2 separate regions of the Mus musculus genome follow, and region 2 is linked to region 1. A link is a contact called in public HiChIP or PLAC-seq data. All regions are on one chromosome and are shown on one strand. The core of a region is the stretch at or near the end of the contact, and the rest is flanking DNA. Distances in the headings are between cores, read along the strand shown.

Region 1 (6,229 bases), core at 2,466-4,965:
ACACTTTTGTCCCAATGGCATCCGAATTCAGCACTTACCATATTTTGTTACTTTTGATTTATAGCTCACTCCTCAGCCTCCACTGAACTTTTCATTAGGTCACAGATAAAACAAACTGTAGAAGCATTACAAGACAAGTGTTGGCTTGTAGTATTGTCTTTAAATCGCTTACAGGGTTTGAAACTGGAGAATTTGTTTTCAGTGGGGAATTTGGTTAAACCAGAATGATAGCTGTCTAAAAATTCTTGTTGGTTTTAAATGTAAGCCAAATAATACATACAATCTTCAACTGCTTAAGTTATGAGGTCAAAGTGGACATAATAAAATTGGATTCCTCAGTCCATCATATCCTGTCATCTATCAGTTTCTTTTAGTTTTTGAGATTACAACATCATTATTTTATTTCCTCAATCAATTTCTTCCCCTAAACTCTCATATATATCCTTTCTTGCTCTATTTCAAATTCATGACCTTTTATTTCATTAAGTGTTGTGCTCTAGCTAGCTAGCTAGCTATCATCCATCTATCTCCCTAAATACATAAAGTCAACCTGCCCAGTCTGTATAACCTTACTTGCACATATGTCTTCAGGGCTGGCTGTTTGGATAAACAATTTGTATGCTCCTCTCTGGGGATGTCTATTTCTCCACTGTCAGTCAGCATTTCTTCGTGGCCTGAACAGTTTGTCTAGGGTTGAGACCTTGAGGACTTTCCCATCCTCCTTGAGAAGTGTTCTTTCAATGTCCTTTCCCAAGTCTATTTCAACAAATAATTCAATTTTATAGCCATTTCATGATACATATATATATATATATATATATATATACAGGTCACTAGCAGTTTACAGTAGAGAATCTGGAGCCCAAAGAACAATTCTCCAAAACAATTTTTCTAGGGATTCAGGAGCTGCATTTGATGTTCGGGTTGAGGTGTCTAGGGAATCCGCTATTAGCTACTGAATTACACTTCCTACAACATAACTGCATGCACAGATAGTGAGAGGAAGTACAAATATTCATTGTCTTCTACATGAAGGGGCTTCTTGGCCAAGCTCTGAAACTACAGCGTATGCTCCTATTTCAAGGGAAAAAGTAAATATTTCTACATATTATAAAGTTGTCTGTCCCCAACACATATAGAGCAGAGGACTGCCTGGTCTGGCCTCAGTGAGAGAAGAGGCACCTAACTGTTGAGAAACTTGAAGCCCCAGGGAGTGGGGAGGCCTAGTGGCATGGGGGATGAGGGCATTCTCTTGGAGTCAGGGGTGGGGTGGGGGCTGGGGAGGAGGTATGGGGAGGAGAGCAGTGGGGGGGGGCAGAACAGGAGAGGTATAAAGTCTGTACTGTAAAAAAAAAGATTAAGGAATAAAAATAAATTAATTAAAAAACAAAATTATCTGTCAAGAGTCAGGATAACAGTACTTCATACCCATGGGCCATGAGATTGGTTTTATAAAAGAACTTTCCATTTTTGTTCAAGAAGTATACACACTGAGATGAAATTTCTAATTCTCCTTTACAGATAGATCTTCAGGCTTCCTCCATATTCCCAAGGCTCTATGTTTCTCATTGTTTCCTTTTATTAGTATACAAATAAAATGTATGCTGATTCATAATGAGGCAGCACAATTGAGCGTCAGCGAGTGAATCCTTGTTTACTTGGTGTCCCGACATAACAAAGTGGAAACACAGCACACAGCCTTGATGGAGTTTACCCACGCCTCTAGTAAATTTTGGACCGAAAATGAAAGAAAAAAAAAAAGCCACTTACTTTAACTCCCGTGAGTTTAATATTTTCATATTTTCTTTACTAAGAAAATAAGGCATGTCCGATATGGATGTATCTCAATGGGAAAAGCCTCCTCGTTTAAATTACACCTTTGCTTTTCCTTTGTCCTTTTATCTCTCCAGGTTGTAGGTAATCCAAGGGTTAAAGTGAAAGGCAATTTCAGAACCCAGGGCATTGCAAAGAAGACAGGGATGCGGTGTCTCTAGCTGTACAGTGAGCTCCTGCAGGGGCACCTTGGCAGCCTTCCATCATTTTCTTGGGCAGTCTCTCAGGTCTCCACATCTTTTATTTGGTTTCTGATAAGTACTCCCTCAAATGTTTTTGGTTCGCTAGTACCTAAGAGAGGGGAAGTAATTGTACCTAAAACAGTGGGCCGGAAACCAATACAATGGTTTGCAATGGGGTTGCAAAAGGAAAGAGCCTTAGGCTAGATCCTGCACCTCCATAGGTTCTCTTGCTTGAGGAAGTATTTAAAACACCTGCATTCCCTTAGGTAGACCTCCTCACACTCCATTCTGTTCTCATCTCTATTAGTTCTAGCTACAAATGGATTCCAGCCTCTGTCAATTCTGTTCTTGTCCACTTTAAATCCTTACTTATTTAAAACTAATGCAAGCCTATTAGATTTGATCAGGGAGCTAAGAATTTGTACTCATGGGTACTTAAAGTTCTGCCTCCCTTAAGTAGCAAATATATAGAAGGAAAATAAAATCTGGCCTTTTGCAATCTCAGCCGCAGGACTTGGGTTCCCAGCAAACAAGTCAACTTACAGCCTGGATCGGAAACTCCCAGACTTACTGCGGGGAGAAGAGGGGGTTTTCCAATGATCTGTCCTTTAGGGTTTAAAAGCGCATCCTGGGAGCGACTCTTTCATTCTCCATGAAGTTCTGAGCTGCGAGAGCCCAGCAACGCCCTGAACCCAGGCAGCCTGTGAGTAACTGCACAGCCAGGAAGCCAGGAAGGGCTGCATTGAAGAGGTACTGGCTAGGGACAAAGTGGCTGAAAACCACTGACTACTGAGTCTTGACTGCAGGGGGCCACCGCGTCGCGGCTCCCGCACTGAAGCTCTGGGTCTGGGGATCTGAAAACCGCCTCGGGAACTGTTCCTCCCCGCCCGCCAGGGTTGTACGCCCAGGTGCCAATGGTTCTGGGCAACCGAGCTCAGCGCGGGTAGTGGCTGACCATGGGAGAGGCCAAGCTCTCAGCCTGTCCAAAGTGCAAGGCCGGGCTATTCCCGGACGTGCGGAGGCGCGGGGGCGGGTGGCACCTCCCGGACTGTCCCAGAGTCCCCGGCGCGCTAGGCGCACCTACTTGTGCGCACCAGAGAGCAGCGCTTACCATGGAACATGGTCTGCGGGAGGTGGGTGTAGTCATGATGACTGGGACTGCAGCAGGAGCCGGCTCTCACCACCCATAATCACTCCCAGGACCCCGGTCATCCACCGGGTGGCCGCAAACCGGTGCTGGGCAGGGCAGTTCAGGCAGCTGACTCCTCTCACCCACGCCACGCCTGGTCCATCCATCCCAAGAGGGGCCGCATGCATCACCGGCCACCCAGGCGCTCTGGCTTTGCCATAACTTCCGTAGGATCTGCCGGCAGACTAAGCAGGGTACTTTCAGTTTCTACTTTGCGCTGGGTCTTCAGGTTCAATGTTTGGGTTTATACCCTCAGCGTCTTCCCCAGTCACCTGGACCAGGATCAGTGGTTGCTGCGAATTGAAAGTAGCTCAGGAGAAGCCAGCTGGCCTTCTGGATCAGAAAGATTCGGCTAATAGGCTTTTCAAATGACTTCTAACCTCTCTGGCAACTCTGTGAGACTGGGAGCTAAAACCGCTGGTTACTAATATGTCCACAGAAGCCACAAATGTGCAGCAGAGAAAGCTCGCTATTGCAAGTCAGTTCCACTGAGGAGGCGTCGCTGCTTCTGCTGCCGCCGATGTAAGTCATCTTAAAAAAAAAAAAAAAAAAAAGGAAGTGAAGGATGATTAAGAGGGTCACGCCCTCTGCCCCTCTAGGTTCTCTAGTTTGTTTTTTTTTTTTTTTTCCTCCCTGTCATCTGTGCAATGCACCTGCTCAGGTAGGACTTTAAGAACAAATAATTCTTGTGAGTCCATCCAGTCTAGTATGTAAGTGGTAGCTTCAGAAAACCAAAACTCGTATTAGTTGGGGGCACATAGAAGTTCTGCATAGTAACTATCTCCCACAGTTATCTCCTGACATAGCTAATCACCATTGTGATTGTTTCATTAAAGTGTTTTGTTTTGTTTTAATAATAGGCCTGAATTACCGAGGGGATTCCTGATTTAGTGTTGTTTCTTATAATCAGGAGAAACACTGCTTAGGTGAAGGCAGGTTGTGCAAACCAGTAACAAGAGAGATCTGAGATCAGGACCATATCTCTCATATATCTAGTATTTGCTCTATGCCAGGACTCTTGGTCAGGAATTTACATGTATTTTGGCATCTGGAGTTTTCTGCCGAGGCAATCTGTTTTCTTATCTGCAGTTGAAAGATACACATGGGAACAGAGGCTTCCTTAAGTAACAGAGCTAAGTTCACGTGGCTGAATTTGGATAAAAAACACCTGCAGGCTGGCTTCAAAGAGTCTGCTTGGAATCTCTTGTGGAAGAGAACCTTGTAAATAATGGAGGATACAGTAGACTAAGAAGACGCCCTAGGGTGGTGGGTGTGCTCTTAACGCTCTGGGGAACCTCAGAAAGGGGTCTGGAGCTGGCGGTTCCTAATCGGACATCAGGACACGAGCTTCAGATTCTGTCTGTTAACAGTGAAAAGAGGCAGAGAGGTACTGTTTGTGCATTTAGAGTGTGGACCATAGGAGTTCTAACTGGGCACTGGCCTGTGGACTCTGCAGGGACTCTCACTTTCCACATTCAATGTAAAACCTGTTGTCTTAGTGCACTTCCAAAATAAATCCTACCCGGTGCCTGCAGGGCTGTTTAAACACCTCTCTGTTGTCTCTCTTGTTGTCATCCTGCTCAAAGCATCAGGAGATTTGACAGTACTTGTTATCTTCACTGCAGCCCTGGTCTCCAGACAGCTCCCATCCACAGAGAAGGGCTATCTAGAATAGGATTAGGCTCCAGCGTTGCAGTATGACAGGATGGAAGAGAGCTACTGTGGTGAGAAAGCATTTCAACGATGGAACATGGAAAAATGTCCACCAAAAAAAAAAAAAAAAAAAAAAAAAAAAGGAAAGAGAGGAAAGAGAAAGAAAACAGGGAATTGCTGGCAAATGAAATCAGGAAACTGAGCCTCTCAGGCACACATTTCCAAAAATGTCATTGGAACTCAGATGTGGAGAAAAGCAGTAGACAGAGATGAGGCTGCAGGGGTGGTTAAAGACTAACTCTATAAACATGTCTAGGTTTGTGGCGGCTGTATTAAACTCCCTGACCATAGGGTACACGTAGGTGTACAACTGCTCACATTCTATGCTTTTTTCCCCCCACCTGTTGTTGGGCTTTTCAGAGGAGAGTCAAAGAACATCCATCAAAAGAGTGCGAGAGGGGAAGTCTGTCTTCCTTCCTAGTACAATCACCAGAAAGGCTTGTGCATAGGCAACATTGGAGTAAAATGAGGCGAAAGTATCTAAAGTTCCAGGAAAGGAGAAGTAAATGTATTTTACAGGACTCTGACCCTCAGTGTTAAGAATGTCTTCTGAAAAGAATATTTAGAAAGCATTTGGAATTTCAAAGGTTAGATAAAAATGGACACCTTTGAACTACATTGTATTATGAGAGAATTCTAAGAAAATTAGTGTCCTTTTGAAAAAAACAGCCCAGCTCTTTAAATCAGCTATTGCTTTTTAAATACAAATTGAACATACAGATTGACAGGGGTGGATATTTCATGAATTTTTAGAATGTTGATAATTAAATAAATGAAATAATATGTGAGGCCTGGTACCTGTAACCCTAGCTGCTCAACCAGAGGCAGGGAGAATTAAAAGTTCAGTTCCTGATTTGTTTAATGAGTGAAACCATGTCTTTAAAAGTAACAAAATAAAACAGGACTGGTGACATAGCTCAAAGGCTGGGAGCTTGCTTAATTTTCATGAACCCCCTAGATTCCATCTCCAGTATCATAAAAAAGAAGCCAGAAGTGGAGGAGGAGGAGGAGGAGGAGGAAGAGGAGGAGGAGGAGGAGGAGCAATAGTGGTAGTGGTACTGGTAGTAGTGGTAGCAGTAATAGTAGGAAGAGGGGAGGGAGGTGAGGGAGGAAGAGGAGGAGAGGAAGGGGTAGGGGATGAGGAAGAAGAGAAGGGGAGGGGTGATAGAGGAAGAGGAGAAAGGGGGAGGAGGACGAAAAAGTGAAGAAATAATTACAAAATTATTAACACTGTATAACAAGAAATACTGAAATACATTATAGGATGCTGACTTAGGGCAGAAAAATTTTTAATAATAAGCAATGTTTCTTA
Region 2 (6,229 bases), core at 1,994-4,493, 510 kb after region 1:
TTTGTTTTCCCAGTGTGACTCCCTTGCAGAAAGTTAAATTTTCATTTGCAAGTAATTATCAATGGGATACTGCTTCTGATTTAGGGATAAGGGCATGTGTTCACTTCTCCTTTCAGCTCTATAATCCCTATGATTCAGGCCTGTGAAGGCCCTGGACATGCTGCTTCAGTCTCTATAAATTCATATATTCCTCAATCCTGTTATATTTTGAAGGCCTTATTTTCTTGGTCTCCTCCATATACTCTGGCTTTTGCACTTTTTCTGCCTTCTCTTTCGTAGGATTCCCTTATCCTTAAAGAGAAAAATTTAATGGAGACATCCCATTTAGAAATGAGCATCCCAAGTCATCTCATCTGCGTAATGTCTAGCTGTGTGTCTCTGTATTTGTTCCCATCTGTTGCAGGAGTAAGCTTCTCTGATGTTGACTGAGCAAGGTACTGATCTCTAAGTACAGCAAATACTATTAGGATTCATTTTATTGTTAAATTCTTTTTATAGAACACCAGTATTTGGTTTTATCCTATTCTATCTAGTCTCAAACTGTGGTCATCTGAACAATATCAGGTATGGGTTCCATCTCATGGAAGAGGCCTTAAGTCAAATCAGATACGGGTTGATTACTCCCACAAGTTTTGTGCCATCATTGCCTAGCATACCTTGCATACATAGCAGGACAGATTATAGATCAAAGGTTTTATGGCTTTGTTGCTATTTACATTGCTCCTTTAGTAGCATATAAATTACCTTCTGGTATCTTTTTTTAATTAATTCATTTTTTACAACACATATTCCATGCCCCACCCCACCCCCATCCATACTCTGACTGCTCCACATCCTACACCTCTTCCCCACAACCCCTGTCTCCATGTGGATGCCCACACCCCCCACCTCACATAATCTCTAAACTCCCTGGGGCCTACAGCCCCTTGAGGGTTAGGTGCATCATGTCTGAATGAACACAGACACAAAAGTCCTCTACTGTATGTGTGTTGGGGGCCTCATATCAACTCTCATATGCTGTCTGTTTGTTGGTCCAGTGTTTGAGAGATCTTGGGGGTCCATATTAAATGAGATTGCTAGTCCTCCTACAGAAATGCCCTTCTCCTCAGCTTCTTTCAGCTTTCCCTAATTCAACCACAGGGGTCAGCTGCTTCTTTCCATTGGTTGGGTGCAAATAATTGCATCTGACTCTTTTAGCTGCTTGTTGGGTCTTTCGAAGGCCAGTCATGATAGGTCCCGTTTTGTGAGTTCTCCATAGCCTCAGTAATAGTGTCAGGCCTTGGGACCGCCCTTTGAGCTGGATGCCACCTTGGGCCTGTCACTGGACTTTCTTTTCTTCAGGCTCCTCTCCATTTCAACCCCTGTAATTCTTTCATACAGGATTTTTTTTAGATTTATGTATTTATTATATATCAGTACACTGTAGCTGTCTTCAGTCATACACCAGAAGAGGACTTTGAGTCCCATTACAGATGGTTTTGAGCCACCATGTGGTTGCTGGGATTTGAACTCAGGACCTCTGAAAGAGCAGTCAGTGCTCTTAACCACTGAGCCATCTCTCCAACAGGAAGAATTATGGATTGGAGATGTGACTCTGGGATGGCAACCCTATCCCTCACTTGATACCCTGTCTTCCTGATGGAGTAGACTCTATAAGTTTCCTCTCCCCACTGTCTGGCATTTCTTCTAAGGTCCCTCCCTTTGATTCCTGAGAGTCTCTCACCTCCCATGTCTTTGGTGCATTCTGGAGCCCCTCACCAACCTCCTATTTCCTGAGGTTGCCTATTTCCATTCTTTCTCCTGGCCTTCAGGGATCCGGTCCTTTTCCCTCATCCAATACTAGACCAGGTAACCTGACCTTCTGGTATCTTATAATCTAAGAACTGTATAGAATTCTTATATAGAAGAATATCACGATAAATTAAATAAAATGAATGCATAGTTTGATAAATCACACCTAACAGTCATATTGTTTCTGTTTCTAGCTTACTGTGGTACAGACAACAACTGAGCACAGAAAACACCTCAGCACAGTGGCTATAGTAGAATGGACCAACAGATACAAACTGTTATTGCTATTATCACTTGTATAGTTATCATCTAAGACTAAAGTTATTGTGACTAGAGCCAATATTTGTATCATCTCAGTTCTAAATAGTCTTCCACAGAGATATCTACAAGGAAGGACCTAGCTATGCTCAGAAAGAAGAGAGAATGCACATTACAGTTATTCAAATTCTTGATAAGCAGTTCAAAAAAGTCACATGTATCTGCATTAGAGGAAAAAAATACTTTGCGGGCAGGGGCTTTGTGATAGATGAACTTGAAGCAGCTTTAGTAACTTTGCTATTTAATGAAACCTTAGCTACATATCAATTGGTTTCAAAATAAACCCCTAGAACTATGGAGTGTAGACATACTTAAATATTCTTTTTGCTTCTTGGGCATTAACTCATTGACCATCTTCTGGAAAGTATTAGAATGTAAGTGTCGACATTTTGTCTCTTATGCAATTCATTTAACTGTCTGTTCAGCCACCTACACATTTTGTCATTTAGATGAAAATTAAATGTGAATTGATGAGTAAAACTTTATGTATACATTTTTTCACTAAGTAGGAGACACAAAATCTTAAAGATCAATTCTACCACACATTAAAATATTCAGACATCTTTTTTTAATTCAAGGAAAATGTCATTTCCTATAGAAAATTCATGCAGCCAATGTTCATTTAAAAACTAAAATTTAAATCGTGGAAGGGATAAGCCACTCCTGTTAGAGAAACAGATACACTGTAGATCTCAACCTCTCCTCTGCTTTTCCAGATGTAATGCCCCAGTCTTATCCCCAGATCTACAGCAGAAAACCTGAGCAGCCTCTTCCTATCTCTAGCACATCCCAATGGTCGAACCCTCCTAGCCTCTCTCCCCCAACTCATTTCATTATCCCAGGAACCTTCATCCCCCAATCCAGCAGGTCCCAAGAACCCATAGGCCACTCTGCCCAGGGACGGAGGAAGTCTAAGTACAAATCTTTACTTCCTCCTCTGCTCCTCCAAATCCAATCCCTAAGTCTTATCCCCAGCTGTGAAGCAGAGCGTCCTCCCTTCTCCACTAGCACCAGTCTTCAGTGACTTACACAGACCTTCCCCTCCAAGCTTCCTTTCCCCACCTAGTGCTTTCTCCCAGGCCCAACTCTGGCAGTTACTACTAAGAAACCCACAGAATGCTCTCCCCAGGGAAGCAAGCCAGTAGGCTAGCAGCCTATTTTCAGTTCTCCCTCTATTCCTCCAAGTCCAGTCTCTGAGTCTGGTTCCTGCTCTGTAGCACATCTTTGCTGTGGACTGGCCTCAGTCGGTCCCCTCAATCCGCAGGAGAAATCAGGGTCCCAGTACAAGTAGGCAGGGAGTCAGCAAAAAGGTGGCAAACAGACACAGACACAAGGGAGTGTTGTACCTGAATGTAATGTTTCATAGTGAGCGCCAGTCTTATAATACAGAAGAAAAACAACTAAGCTAGGAGAATACATCCACCAAGGTACATCGAGATGCATAATGGTTCTTTACACAAAACAAAGAAAATGCATACAATAAAAATCTGGGGGAGCCAGGCAGTGTTTACAACTGAGATAGGAACAGCCCTTATCTAAAATCAGCTAAACACAGGAGCCAGGTGAATGGTCTGATGCAATGCTAGTCTATTGTTAAATCCACCACCAGGGGTCCCTTAGTAAATACCTAATTGTGCTATTCCTCTGGGCCTAGTGAAAAAAACATGCAACAGGGGAATTCCGTTCTACTAACCCTTTCATGAATAATACAATCCTTTAGTTGTTCCTAAAACCACAACCCACCTTCTTCCTAGGCCATTGTAAATTCCTGTGTATGGGAGTGACTTGGCTATTGTTCTAAGTATTTAATATGTAGACTAGCCCTGAGATTTCTAGCTCTACTCAAGTAAATTGTAATGCCTGATTACTTTCACTGTCTCTATTAGAGGTAAATTTGAATGTTACTGAATAGGTAACATTCTTACTGAATTCCAAGCTTAGGGTCAGCTCAAGGACTGCCTAAGACATTGGAACACTGGTAGAAGCTAATCTAACTTAGCTATATGTCAAAATCAATTTTTAAAGGCACTTACAATAAAATAATACTGAAAGAGAGCAGACAGATCCATACACCTGACTAACACGGGGACAGGTTTGGAGCATATGTGCTATGGGAATGCCAAGGTTCCAGGAGGCTAAGTTTCTGTGAAACTCTTTGCCTCGGGACTGCATCTAGGCTTTTAGGCGTGTCACGCATACTTCACTGAAGTGGGTGTTGCGTGTCTTCAAGTGTGAATTTTGCTCATTTTCTGCCCCCCCCTTCCCATGGAAATAACTAAGTAAATCATGGTATAACACCCCGATTCCCTCCTTCTGTAACTCCATCCATGCCTATTTTGTTCCCCCTCTAAGGATTCTGAGCTTCTGGGCTAATAGCCACTTATCATTGAGTATATACCATATGTGTTCTTTTGTGATTGGGTTACCCTAACCCTCCTTCTTGTGAACCCCTTCAGTACCCCTAGCCAATTTCTATCCCTATGTGTCATGTCCCAATACCCAGAAACATATTTTACCTAGACCTTCCAGTATCTATACCTATAAGGACGTCCTAAGATTTTTCTACCAGGCAGCACACGGCCACCACACTCTTGTAAGAACCCGAGAGGAAATAGAAAGCAAGGATTAAAACACATAACCAACAGCAACAGAACAGTATCAGTACATACAAATATAATCTTCTCAATCAAAGACAACTAAACACCATTACAGCTTAAATCACATATCTCATATACTAATAGTTGGAGACTTCAATACTCAGCTCTTGCCAGTAAAAAGATCATCCAGACAAAAGCTAAACAAAGAAATGTGAGTGCTAACCAAAGGTATAAACCAAATGGATCTAACTGATATTTACAGAATATTTCACTAAAATACAAAAGAAATTTACATATTTCTCAGCAAGACATGGGACTGTCTCCAAAATTAAACACATATTCAGACACAAAGAAAGTTTTAACACAGACAAGAAAATCAAAATAGCATAGTGCATCCTATCTGGCCATCAAAGACCAAAGGTGCATAGCAGCTACAACAGAAACAACAGAAAGTGAACAAACTCATAGGACAAAAAAAGAATCAAGACATAAATTAACAAAAATTTACAGCCTCTCTAGAACTGAGTGAAAATAACTACACAGGATACCCAAACTTATGGGATATAATAAAAGCTTTTCTAAGAAGCAAGTTCATAGCACTAAGTGCCTACATTAAAAACAACTCATGAGATCTTATATTAGCAAGTTAACTGCATACATAAAACCTCTAAAACAAAGACTAAGTCATACCCAAAAGGAGTTGATGGCAATAAAAAAATAAATAAAAATCAAAATCAGGGCTAACTTCAATAAGACAAAAATAAATAAAAATTACAAAGAACCAATATAACAAAGAGTTTTTTCCTTTGATTTAATAAAATTAAGCTAGACCATCCCTTATTCAAATTAAGTAAGAAGTCAATGGAAAATATCCAAATTAATATAATTAGAACTAAAAAGGGGGACATTACAATGGACAGCAAAAAATTCAGAGAATCATAAGGACATAGTTTAAAACCTGTACTCCACCAAATTGAAAAATCTAAAAGAAATAGATAATTTTCTATTAAGAGTAAAATCATGAGCAGGTTAGCAATTTAAACAGACCTCTAAGCTAATGAAATAGAAGCAGTCTTTAAAAGTCTCCCAACCAGAAAAATCTGAGCCAGATGGTTTTAGCCCAGAATTCTGTCAGACTTTTTTTTTTAAAAGGTTAATACCAATTCTCAGAAAATTATTTTATAAAATTGAAAGAGAAAGAGTATTGTCCAATTCAAATTACAAGGCCATCATCCCCCCTCACAACCAAACAACATAAAGATTCAAAAAAGAAAGAGAACTATAGATAAATCTCCTTATGAACATCAATTAAATTTTTTAATAAAGTGCTTGCAAGCCAAATCCAAGAACACTCCAGAAAGATCAGCCACCATGATTAAATAGACTTCATTCCATAAATGCTGGGATGGTCCAACATACAAAAATCAGTAAATATTATCTGACATATAAGCAAAAAGAAAGAAAAAAAACCACATGACCCATATGATGAGATGTAGGAAAGGCTTTAACAAAATCCAGCACCT

The links. HiChIP or PLAC-seq counts read pairs in DNA pulled down with a chosen protein or histone mark.
Region 2: a contact with region 1 is called in an H3K27ac HiChIP or PLAC-seq map of embryonic stem cells, with 7 times the contacts expected there. The contact joins the enhancer-like site here to the promoter of Il7 in region 1. A contact is called at or near these places in 4 of 39 promoter capture datasets (embryonic stem cells, liver, second pharyngeal arch cranial neural crest and 1 more), 4 of 115 datasets of contacts at active chromatin or transcription factors (all in embryonic stem cells) and 2 of 9 other capture datasets (embryonic stem cells and liver).

What each region holds. Positions count from the first base shown.
Region 1 is chr3:7,610,045-7,616,273 of GRCm38.p6, forward strand. It overlaps Il7 (interleukin 7), which reads right to left and starts at 3,716. Exons shown (of 5, transcript NM_008371.5): 1 at 3,127-3,716. The coding sequence starts at 3,136. It overlaps Gm16685 (predicted gene, 16685), which reads left to right and starts at 2,661. Exons shown (of 3, transcript NR_168341.1): 1 at 2,661-2,765.
Region 2 is chr3:8,120,093-8,126,321 of GRCm38.p6, forward strand. No RefSeq gene overlaps it. Among named protein-coding and RNA genes, the nearest start is that of 1700010I02Rik, 170 kb to the left of the region's middle. Within about 2 kb of position 3,244, at least 22 of the 459 cell types and tissues checked have an H3K27ac peak or open chromatin away from gene starts, as enhancers often do. A contact at or near this core is called in embryonic stem cells and stem cell-derived epiblast-like cells, where this site is marked.